2 separate regions of the Triticum aestivum genome follow, and region 2 is linked to region 1. A link is a contact called in public Hi-C data. All regions are on one chromosome and are shown on one strand. Each heading gives the region's core, a stretch centred on a gene start, on an enhancer-like site or on the middle of the called end of the contact. The rest is flanking DNA. Distances are from core to core; before and after follow the strand shown. Region 1 holds the start of LOC123051668 (tubby-like F-box protein 11). Region 2 holds the start of LOC123051670 (protein NETWORKED 3A).

Region 1 (6,263 bases), core at 2,408-4,907:
ATATGGTGGGCTGGGCTGATGAGAGGAGCTGTGTCGATCGCTCTTGCTTACAATAAGGTTGGTTCTAAACCCTTTCTTACAATAAGGTCGATGCCAGAATCTTTGTGCACCTTGCTTTACTCAAATTCGCATATTAACTCTACAAATGTCTAGTTTCTTTTCTGCAAGCTTAACTCTTTGCCTTGGAATTGCAGTTTACAAGATCTGGCCACACACAGCTACACGGCAACGCGATAATGATCACCAGCACCATCACTGTTGTTCTGTTTAGCACTATGGTGAGACATCTCATGTTGCAAATCCCTATCCAATGCAATGTACCAGCTTATCATCCGAGATCATTCTGAACGTGTCGACTGTTCGGAAACCATCTGACATCATGTATCGTGTTTACCAGCTGTTTGGCATCTTGACAAAGCCTCTGATCCGGTTCCTGCTGCCCGCGTCGAGCAACGGCGCCGCCTCGGACCCCGCGTCACCGAAGTCTCTGCACTCTCCTCTCCTCACAAGCCAGCTAGGCTCGGACCTGGAGGCGCCTCTCCCCATCGTGAGGCCCTCCAGCCTCCGGATGCTCATCACCAAGCCGACCCACACCATCCACTACTACTGGCGCAAGTTTGACGACGCGCTGATGCGCCCGATGTTCGGTGGGCGCGGGTTTGTGCCCTACTCCCCAGGATCACCCACCGATCCGAACGTACTCGTGGAATGAACGTCGCGAAGAAGCAACGGAGAATCCACTACAGCTTCAGGAGACACTCTGAACTGTAACATGAAGAGAAGCAAGTGTCGCAGCTTCAGAAGAAGATGAAGTCTCAGGTAATACTATAGCGTTTGGCTGACTCGGAAGGCCGAAGAAGGCGGCCCTCCGATGATGGTTCAGATGAACGGTTGGTTACGGCACCGACAGGAAGATGAATCCTAGTAACGGTGATGCGAGTATCATCAGCGCCTTATCGGTTACGACAAAGCCTGTACAGTTTTGTATGTAGATTAACAAGCCAATTGTATCCTATGAGATCTCCGCTAGCAGGCAGGCGTCTGACCTCCTGCATCTACCCTTACTTACAATCTCCTAATGGATTGGTGTGTATCCTGCCAAGTTGTGCCAGATGAGTGATGATCTTGTGGCCTGGTTGCTACAAAGAACTCATCTCAGACAAGTTATCTATCTATATCTATCTTGAATTGAATTTGCCTCTTGTACGTCGACGGCTGTCGTTATGATGCCAAAAATTTGTTATAATCTGTCAAAATATAAATCTACTTTTGTGAGGAGCTTGATATCTTTTCGTGTTAGCCTGCTGTTGCAGCATAATTAGGTCCATTTCACACTACTTTTGTAGCAACACACTACTAGGAGCAGCCAAATTGAGCAAGATTTAGTTAATGTACTGTACATTGCAAGATTTATTGTCTGCTTTCCCTCTTGAGCTGGGTGGTTTGGTCCGTTGCCCAGAGCGGCATGTTTCAGATTCAGTTCCCATACCGGGAAAGCCCAAAGGGTTTGGCTGGTTAGGCCGGTGCTGTGAGCATTCGGAAGAGACATCATTATAAATGTGGATATGGTTACTGGTTGCATGTCCATGCTTTTTGGGACAATGGGATGGTGACACTACCCTCACCGGGAGGCTAATCATTCCTCATCACGAATTCATCGACGGGTGGCCGGTTGCTGCTAGTGCAAGTAGAGTAGAGTCCCTCTCAAAATAGGAAAATGAGAGATCACCTTCTAGGTAGCAACTCCCAAATGACCACCTTTCTTTTGGAAAGTAATCTGACCTTGTTGATTAATAATCGTATCAAGTCGTATATCAGACCAAAGGTGATGTAACAAGCACCCCCTCTGTCCCAAAATCCTCTGTCTTAGTGTTAGATACATTGGCATCCAGACACATCTAAGACAGGAATTTTAGAACAGGGGTAATATGAACATAATAGATTGTCGGTAAAACCAAAAATTTTCATTGACATCATTCGAAATGGTCCAACATAGCTCCGCCTTTTGCATCTTGAGGTTTCTCCATGGTTGCGGAGAAAGAAAAAGGTAAAACTGGACTAGCCTTAACGGTTTCGTGTCGTGGACCCCGATAGGTGGTGACAAGTATACATCGTTGGATGCACTCTGACCAGGACACCTCTCTTGCAACATAGGTTGCCAAACCATAATGCACTCTGACCAGGATACTTCCTTTGCAACATATGCTTCGTCGAACCCGTGGACCAAAACAAACTTGACACCACTTTTCTGTCATAAAACAATTACACGAATGGAGCCATGAGGGTTGTATTACTCTTGCGTGACAACGCCTCCAACACAAGAGGTAATAAAAATAAACAATACATGACCCTAAAACGAAAGAAACTTAATCTACCTTACAAAGAAAGATTGATCCATGGTTCCTCCCACCGTGTGATGTCCGGGAAGGATGGTGGAGACGTTGAGGGCATGAGAAGAGATCAAAATCTGAATGCTGGATGGTTAGGAGGGTGGATGTATCCCCTACCCCACAAGAAATTAAACACCATGATTTTCGACACATGCATGTCTCATAAAGTAAGATATTCTTTTAGCAGGAGGTGACGAGACGTTTGTGGTGAATTTGTCAATACCAACATCTGTTGACTCAGTCTCTCGAAGGTGCTCATACAGATGGCCTGCACGTGCGTGCGTTCGCAGTGAAGAGTATGTGTGTACAATGGCGGGGCTATGTAGAGACCTGAGGGGGCATGGCCCCCCAGCCCGGATGTAATTTTTTTACTAGGTATTAGTAATAATCTAAGTAATGGGCTAATGGCCCATCAAACCATCGTCCACGCACGCTCACTTCAGGCTCGGTCACTCGGGGGCTGTGATTTATGGTTTTGATAATTGGAAGAAGGTGAATGATGGAAGATGGGGATCTTGCCAATAACTTGGTTGTTCACATAGAGCGAAAATCGTAGAGAAGTACAACTTTGAGGATATTTGAACGGAATTCAAGAGCATGAGGGATCGAAAAGCTGATCTGTAGTACCACTCCTTTTGTAGTTCTTCATTGGCTCAGAGAATGTCTTTGGAGCTTCAGGTAGAGCGGTATATTCATGTAGACAAGTCGTACATTTTGGTTTAGTTTGTTGTCTTATATGAAGTATATATTGCTAATTATGTATGTATTTTGCGACCAATATGGATAATATAAATATAAATTTACCTGGAGGCTGCAAATTCTGGTTTGTTGCAGTTGGTTAATTTTTTTATGTGTCTTTGGCTCCCCCCCCCCCCCCCCCCCCCCAACCCCACATAGATCCTTGTCAAGCTCCGCCACTGTGCGTGCGTGTGTGAACGTTTGCCTCCCTCTTCTCTCATTTTTTAGCAAAGGAAAATGATCTTATCACTTCATAAAGAAAAGGAAAATTTCCAAAAAAGAAAAAAAGAAAAGGAAAATAGCCTTATCTATTTTTTTTTTTGACATGAAAATGGGCTTATCTTTTCCCGTAAAAAAAAGAAATAAGAAATGGTCTTATCTTACTGATTTACTGAACCTTAGTAGGAGTAGTAGTACTATATTTGACCAGGTAAGCCATCAGAGGAAAATGCCATAACCAACTTTCTCCTACCAGAATCTCCCACTTTGTCCTGACAGAGATGCCGGAGTATATTAGCACTCCTACTACCAGCACAATTTCCCTGCCAACTGGGCAAAGCACAAATTTGTTCGTAGAGCATTCTTGTTCTTTCCCTCACTGCTCCACATCCTTGTCCCTGTCTCCCTCCACGCATATCACCAAGCCGCTACCCAAAGGCAGCAGCAACCATCTCCCACCCACATCCGTCCATGCCATATTGATGCCGCCGCTGCAGAGAATTGCAATCCGTTGACATCCCAGCGGCACCTTTTTTGTGCCATAAGTTGGTGGGATTGCTTGGAACCGCGGTTTCTTGGCAGGATTCGGTGGGGGATTGGGCGGATTTGGCCGCCGGGGGCGGGCGGAGAAGGCGATGTCTTTCAGGAGCATGGTCCGGGAGATGAAGGGCGAGGTGGACGCCATCGCCCGGCGCCGGCCGCTTCCGTCGGCGCGCGGCGTCCGGCGGGTGGCGGCGGTGGCGACGGAGGAGGAGGCCGCGCGGCAGGGCTGCTGCTGGGCGGAGCTGCCGCCGGAGCTCCTGCGGGAGGTGCTGGCGCGGGTCGAGGCGTCGGAGCCGCGGTGGCCGCGCCGCCGCGACGTGGTGGCGTGCGCCGGCGTCTGCCGGACCTGGAGGGGTGTTGTCAGGGAGATCGTCCGCGTTCCCGAGGTGTCCGGGCGGCTCACCTTCCCCATCTCTCTCAAGCAGGTAGCCGCTCATGGCAACTCTGAATCCCTCTCTCTCTCTCTCGCTCGCTCCCTGGTCACCATCCATGCTGTTGTTCATTCAGCTGCTACTCAATGGCAGCCCGGTGTTCATATTAAGTTCTTAGATTAGTCACCAAAATTTTTCTCTGTTGATGAGATTGTCTATTGTCTAGTAGTAAATCAAGAGCTATTAGTTGATGAAACGTCTGGCCGCAAACTTCAATTATGGCGATTGCGTTCAGTTTTTCTTTCTTAGAATTGTGTGAGCGCCTTTTGATGTCCACCATTTCACGCAACGTAGCGACCCTTCTTTTTTCCTGATTGGAAGATGTCAAAGAAAGGTCTGTGTGAAAAGAGTTCTAACGTTGGGTAGCCCCATCTACTCTGTCATGTTTGTTTCATTTTCTATTTTTTTATTTAATCCTAGAAAGTACAGTAGTTGAGACCGAGAAATATGTCTATATTGAGAAGAAACTTGAAAAGTCAGATTAGTAAATAATGACTGGTTGTCTGGTTTAGTATGAAATGTCCAATGTCAACTGTTATTCAGTTCGAACAGTCGTTGTCAAACGGGTTTAATAGGAAAGCTTTGTTGTCAGATACTTCAGATGTAGTTGACCATCCTTTGTAGAACAGTGATGCCTAATTCAAGTTTTATAAACCATGTGGCTTTGTTGCTAGATTTGTTTGCTTTGAACTTACTTTTACCTCTCTAACATGTAGCCTGGACCAAGAGATGCTCCCATCAAATGTTTCATTCGGAGGCACCGGGCTACTCAGACATATTTCCTCTACATTGGACTGACTGATGGTATGCGTTTCTCATTGGGCATATGCAGTCTGGATTTTACTTATTTTGTTCATGAATAGTTTTTCCTTTTCTTTGTGCAGCGCTAGCTGATACTGGGAAGTTCCTACTTGCTGCACGCAAATACCATAGGCCAACATGCACCGAATATCTAATTTCACTTGACAAGACTGATATGTCAAAGGGGAGTCAAACCTGCGTTGGCAAGTTAAGGTGATTGTTTGGCATTTATATCTGAAAATTATGAGTTGCCGTAGTTTCTTCAGCGACATACATAAGATCAGAACAGCATGTTGAAGCAGAGAAACCTATTTAGTAACATTTCCTCTTTTCTGAACAGATCGAATTTCTTGAGAACGAAGTTTACTGTCTATGATGCGCATCCACCTCATGCTGGACCTGTGGTTTCAAAGAGATGGCCTGCTGGCGACTATCCAGTTATACAAATTAATTATGAAGTGAATGTTTTGGGATCTAGGTATGCCATCTTATTCGGTAACCCTTCCATTACGTAAATTTGATGTGCGCACATATTTTTTTATGTTATCCTAAGACCATATTATTTGCATACAAATCCATTTACTGACCAAAAATGTTGAGAACACAGTAACTGCTATTTGCAATGCTGATAACAGCCTTACTCTTCATAAACTTTAAATGCATTACCATTTCTGAAAATCAGCAGATCCAAAGCCACAGTGGAATAACGATGTTATCTAAATGCATTATATTTTTTTTGAAGAGGAATAACGATGTTATTTAAGTGCACTATAATTTCTGAAGATCAGCAGATCGAAAACCACAGTGGGATAATGATGTTTTCTGGATTACCATAGGAGGCAGGGCTGCTTAAGTGTGATTTCACCTGAAATATACAAAATCTTGTAAAATCAGGTTTAGACTTCATGTCTTGGTAGTGGGTAAACAAAGCTATGTGTTTATTTATAATGCAACAGAAAACATTTTATCATATAGGAAGCGCCACCAACTAATTTTTATCACGTATTGTAATTATGTCACGTGTGAAGCACCACTAACTAATACTCCCTCCGTCCTAAAATAAGTGTCTCAACCTTAGTACAACTTCGTATTAAAGTTAGTATAAAGTTGAGACACTTATTTTGGGACGGAGGAAGTACTT
Region 2 (6,263 bases), core at 1,848-4,347, 390 kb before region 1:
GATCTTCATCCAACTGCGAGGTTCATGCCACAACTGGTCATCTTCTTGCTCCCATGACGCCTGCCAACCCTAATCACCGACCTCCACCATCCACGGCCGGCGGCGCTCCGAAGACAGCCTCCCCGCCTTCACCTCGACCTCCCCCCACCATTGTTAATCTATTTCCACAGTGGCATGTTAATCCAACTGAAACATGAGCATGACTGCAATAAATCCCAAAAAGGAAAGTGCTTCGAAATACTTTCCGGAGTTCATCATGATTCATCATACGGGTTACCCCAATTCCAGGTGCAGAGTTTCATCTTACGTCCATCAGCCTGTCTGAATCTTGATGATGGCACTTCTAAAGCAGTATCAGCAACAGCAAATGTTCTAGTGCAGGCAGCATCGCACAGGACCGCTGATACTTGACAAAAATAATAATATATTTTTACTATATAGTTAAGCAAAAATAATAATATACAAACATTCATATGGCTATACTACTACTACTTACTACACATAAAACATGAGTATAACAGCAACATAGTTAAAATTTCTCTCTACTAGCTAACCCTGAACAAGGATGGGACCAGGCACGGTCCAAAAGAAACCCATCCTATATGCACATGAGCTACAAGAAATTCTCATGGATCTGGATGTCAAGACGGAGAGACTGCATCATGCTATTTCTTCTCTTCATCACCAAAACTCACTCCTTCACAGAGCGACCATGGGACCAGAATGCTTGCGCTGTCCCGTGAACAGCTTCGCCGAGAACAGGTCCATGGTGAGCTTCCTGAGATCGAAGCCGCGGGGCTGGGCCGCGGCGGCGGGGTGGTGCTTGGGGTTGGGGCTCTTGAGGAGCTCGCGCAGGGTGTAGTTCTCCTGCTTCACCATGTCGATGGACGACGCGAGCTGCCTGATGACCTCCCTCTTCTCCTCGTCCTTCGCGGCGAGCTCGGCCTCGTGAGCCGCCTTGTTCTCCTCGATCACCTTCTGCAGCTCCGCATTCTGCTCGCTGAGCCTCTTGATCTCCGCGCGCATGAGCTCTGCTTCTTTGTCAAGCTGGTCCTTCTTTGCCGCTGCCTCTGCTTCGCCTTCAGACACCTTCTCATCATGCTCTTCTTCAGGGTCATCGACTTCAGACTCGGAGTCATAGGAGTCTGAGCACAGTGAGTTGGAGGAAAAACTTCTTGTTGTCTTGCCATCCATGGAACCTGAGGACCAGCTCTTGGTTGCCTTGCCATCCATGGACCCCGGAGACCAGCTCTTGGTGCAGGGAGATGGATTGAACTTGGACCGGCATGTGCCGCTGCCATGCTTCAGCAGGTCATACTGCTCGGCAAGCGAGCGGTGCGTGCGGTACAGGTCGCCGAGCATGTCCACCAGGACGGGGCGCTTCTTGTAGTACATTTCAGCGCGTTGAGCGAACGAGTCCGCGTCTTGGTCGATCAGCTTGAGCATTTGCTTGGTCTTGTCATCCAGTTCTGCAATCAAAGGGAAGGAAGGGAACAATTAGTGAAGGGGAAAATTGAATCCAGTAGGCAAGTGATCCGTGCTGTAAAAACAAGATCTGAAGTACAGAATCCCTATAAAAATATCTGAAGTGCAGAATTACCAGGCCATTATGGATCTATGCATCACAAGATTGCATATGTCATCGCAAATTTGATGCAAAGTGCTAGAGTAATATTGTGAACTTGTCATGATTTACTTATCATTCTTCAGGGTTAAATATGTAATAAATTCTGTTACGATGCAGACAGAGGCTGGAGGAGCAAATCTTCCATTATCAAAAAGAGATATGAATTGGCCAAGATGAAATTGACCGTTGGTGAAACTCTAGATGGAAAGTAGTATGGCCAGAACAGAGGCGGACAGTTCTGTAAGAGAGATGGTTCGGTGCAGAGGTCATATCAGTCCATGGAGTAACCACAACAGGTCAACAACAAGATCCAGGTTCAGGCCGTCCATGGAGTAACCACATGGTAATAACAACATCCACTGACCACTGGGGAGTGCTGGGTAGGGAGCGAGAGGCGAACCTGAAAGGGTGCTGCCGAGCCATGGGGACGTCCTTGCGAGGTTGTGGCTGTCGAACCACCATGCCTGCTGAAGCTCCTTGTGCACCATCTCTTCTTCTTACCTTCAGAAATCAGAGGAATAAGCACAAACAGCCAATGGGATGGACAAAACAAATGGATTTTGTGAGTGACACACAAACTGTCTTACAAGAACACGAGACAACAAGCCAACAAAAGAGAAGATTTGGAATCATGAAGAAAGTTCAGGAGCATTGGAAACGCAAGGCGTTGGCAAAGGGGAGACGGTAACGGAATACCGAGAATCACACCAACCAAAGCACCAAGCTGAAGTAGAGCAGAGAAGAGGCCAGGCAAGGCAAAATATGCATGACTCCATGAGCATAACAGATTCAATCTGTAACAACCGCGCGCGCTCTTCCAACCCACAAATCGGCAAACCTCGCGTTTTCGTCAGATCCGAACAGATTTAAAACGACGACGCGGTGCAAATCCAAACCAATCTAGTCTACGACGAACAGAACAGAGCCCGAAAAATCGGAGCTCCAACGGCTTACACGGCTCCGAACGACTCCCGTCGGGGACAGCGGCGGCCGCCTCCTCCGCCGCAGTTCATCGGCAAGAAACGGCAGAAAAAAAAAGAAGAGGCAATGAACAACCGCCGCGCGCCACGGACGGATCAATCCAGTACCCGCGCCACGCGAACGCAAACGAATCTGGCAGATATTACCGCACCTGCGTCGTGTGGAGTAGAGTTGCCGGCGGCCGCTCTCGCTCTCTACGGTGCCGTGGCGCGGAGGGAGGCGGAGTTTCCCGTTGCCTCGCTCCACCGGACCGGACCGCTTCTTTGTCTAGTCGTACAAGGGCGCAGCTTTCAGGATTGGGACGAGGGGGAAGGGGACAAGGCTCTGCGCCGGCGCACACGCCCTCGCCTCTCGTCTCGATCTCCAGGAAAATATTTCAAACCCTGCCGCTCCACGAACGCGACTCTTCTTGCGGGGAGGCCCTCCGGGAACGCCCTATTTATCGGCGTGCATTACCGGGCACCCGATTGCTGCTTTCCTTTCCGGTTCCTCTCCGTCCCGGACTGGCGTTCCGATTGCTGCCGAGCGTGATCTTCCCGGGCTTGGCTTGGCCCGCCGTGTGTGTACACAGCTCACGATTGTAGGGGCGCACGGTAAGGATTAAATTAATTTGCGTGCTCGGAATTGGAAGGATACGCGGTGGTTTTGTCCCGAATTAATGTGGAAATATTGGTAGGCAGTAATTTTCTGCCTGTTATGTTAGCGTGCATGCAACAGTTGGAAATATGCCAAAGAAATATGGGAAGCGGTTTAATTCGACCGATTGATTTCTCGCTCCGGTCAACCGCACCTGTCGTGCATGCATGACACGTGTCCTCTGTGGTGCCCACGGCTCTTCCCTGTCGTCCTTATCTCTCACCGGAGTCCTTCGTCCATACGACCTCTTTCGGAGAGCGCAACGTGCTCAAATTTGAAAGTATACGCGGTGGTTTTCTCCCAAATTAATGTGAACAATATTGGCAGGCAATAATTTTCGCCCAATTATATTAAGGCCTTATATTAACGCCCATGCAACAATTGAAATATGCCAAAGAATATGATAAACGTTTCAACTCGACCGATTGATTTCCCACTCCCGTCAACCGCCTCCCACGCATTACGTGTGCCCTCTGTGGTGCCCAGCCTCTTCCCTATCATCCTTAACTCTCGCCGAAGTCCCTCGTCCATACGACTTCTTTCGAAAAGCGCAACTTTCCTTTCCCATCTCTCTGCAAGGGGCTATCATGGCCAGCGCCCACTGCTCCAAAGCTTGAATGGCACTATGCGAGACGGGATGGCGGCGATGTGACCACCGTTGTGGGAGAGGAGGGGGGTGGGTAATTTTCTCCCAATATGGGTACACAAATATTTTCTCCCCGTTAACGTGCATGCGATATTTGTAAATATACAGAGAAATACTATGTAATAACTTGTGTCAATATGGACTATGCGCATACTGGGGGAGTAACTGATAATTATTACAAAGGATAAAAAAATAGTGGAATAACAAAAGAAAAATTAAGGGCATGTTCGGTTGGTGATTGACTTTTTTTCACTTTTATAAAAAAAACATGACGCAAACTTACTAAGAAAACATGTCACATGGTTTTTTTTTTCGGGTGTCACATGGGTTCATACTCTCAAGTCTCAAACTTTGATTTCCTTTTTTTGAAGTCAACTTTGATAGTTTGTAGCGCCGCCGAAAAAAAACTTTGATAGTTTGTAACAACACTTGAAGTGATAAAAGACTATAACAACACTTGAAGTGGATCGCAAGCAACACGTTCCACGTAGATAGTACATGTCCCGTGCTGCCCAGGGGGTTATATGCAAACCGCAAAGAGCCTGCCGGAGAAAAGGCAGCCCACTTTCGAATTTGTGGAGCTGGGGCCCGACTAGCGAGTTTGGTCTTTCATTGAAGAAGGGTTTGCCTCTGTACCAGCGTCTGACTGACAAGAACCTTATATTAAATAAAGCGATTCAAAATTCATGAACCATTCCATATTGAGTGGTGTACAATCCGTGGGCTCGTTGCCTCTTTTCTTCCCTTCCGAGTTCCAATTTATGTCTTTTGTTTCTGCATCCAGCTGATACGGTCGTTACAGATTAGTGCATTTTCAGCAGCCCCGTAGCATGTCTTGCATTGAGGAACTGAGGATCCAGCATTAAACACCTGCCAGAGTAAAATACATCAGTAGTGGACTAGTGGCTATGCAAGTAATATTCCCAGTTCAGAGAAAAATGGGAGCGTATCACGCTGCACAGAATGACAGAGGCCACCACAGCTTTGCGTGGTTTGTTTATTCAGTCAGGAACTAGCCGTTGCGAGCCCCAAAGCATGATGAACTGATAAAGTAAGAGTAGATTAACGTCCCAGATTACGTGGTGACGCCAAGGCAGCGGGGCGCTTTGATTAGGTGGCTAGATTAAGCATGAACCCTGTTATTTTAAGCGTGATATCGTGATGAGCAGTCAATAATCAAATCGGGGTGCGATGCGGGGAGTCAGAAAGGGAAGGTCCAGGTCAGATGGCGCGTGTGGTTGTGGTTGTGGCCTGAGCCTGGGCGTGAGCTAGCCGACCGTTGCGGTGCCTCCCGCTCCAGACTCCCGTGCGTGTCCCGCTTGCTGTGCCTTCTTTTCGTTTCCCCCTGCAGCCCGTGCGTGCTGGCCGTCGTCGCCGGGTTTTCCGGCCATCCCGACGGTGTGACCGAGGAGTGCTGCTACTTCAAAGGATTCCTCATAGATTTTAGCCTGGTTTTTCATAAATTAACTGATCAATTCTCTTCTTCTTAATTACTCCCTCCGTCCGGTGAAGAAATTATGGAGTTGAGTAAAAAATGCATTGGAAAGGTGCAAGCCACTATCTCTCTCCTCTTTAATTACTCACCCTCCAATGAGCTAAGTGCATGTAGAAATTAAGAAGACCATGTGTAGATTGCTATTGGTCTTGATTACCGTGTGATGAGAGAGAAGTATTTTTCCTATTTTAAAGTGCATTGGAAAGATAGAAGTACACTCTTTTGTGAACAAATTTTGAACCTAGATGTACACTCTTCACCGGACGAAGGGAGTAGTTGATGAGATAATTTTTTTCCCTTCATTTCAAAAAAGAAACAAAGGATTCCTACGGGTGGACGGCTATCACAAAATATAAAAGCATAATATAAGGCTGGTCGTAAGGAGGAGTATCATATACTAGTATCATGCATATGATAGTAGTGTATGATACTACCTTCTTAATGCATAGTACTCTTTTCGTTACTAAATACTATAAGTCCTGCGAATCAACATATGGTTGAGATGGTTAGGTGCAGGGGCGGATCTGGAGCTAATCTTACCCTGATGCACTACTTAACCATGGCATAAATTTTGCAAGCAACCGATGCATTAAATAAAGGTGTATTTCATAGCTTGTAATACGCATTACCGAACATAATAGAAGTCAAATTGTAAAAAGTTAAAAACAAAATGCAACATTCAAACTGTTTAATGTAATGCCAAATCAAACAAAAAAAATCACTTGAAAAGCATGTCTTGCATTCTGAAATTCGAAAACACATCATCGGACACAATGGTTTATTAACCTACAATAACAAAACTAGAATTAAAATTTTGAGTAGAATATAATAAAATGCCAAAATCAAAGTACTTAAATTTGCTAAAATGTTATAAATTA

What was found. A called contact is a pair of places that touch in the nucleus more often than the background predicts.
Region 2: a Hi-C map of leaf shows a contact between it and region 1, with 5 times the contacts expected there. The contact joins the promoter of LOC123051670 here to the promoter of LOC123051668 in region 1. A contact is called at or near these places in 2 of 5 Hi-C or Micro-C datasets (both in leaf).

Annotation. Positions count from the first base shown.
Region 1 is chr2D:74,187,845-74,194,107 of IWGSC CS RefSeq v2.1, reverse strand. It overlaps LOC123051668 (tubby-like F-box protein 11), which reads left to right and starts at 3,657. Exons shown (of 6, transcript XM_044474627.1): 1 at 3,657-4,315; 2 at 5,038-5,125; 3 at 5,206-5,335; 4 at 5,463-5,600. The coding sequence starts at 3,983. LOC123051669 (sodium/hydrogen exchanger 2) reads left to right here. Exons shown (of 13, transcript XM_044474628.1): 11 at 1-57; 12 at 195-278; 13 at 398-1,193. The coding sequence ends at 712.
Region 2 is chr2D:74,581,378-74,587,640 of IWGSC CS RefSeq v2.1, reverse strand. It overlaps LOC123051670 (protein NETWORKED 3A), which reads right to left and starts at 3,097. Exons shown (of 3, transcript XM_044474632.1): 1 at 2,582-3,097; 2 at 2,028-2,128; 3 at 408-1,469. The coding sequence starts at 2,115. The coding sequence ends at 700.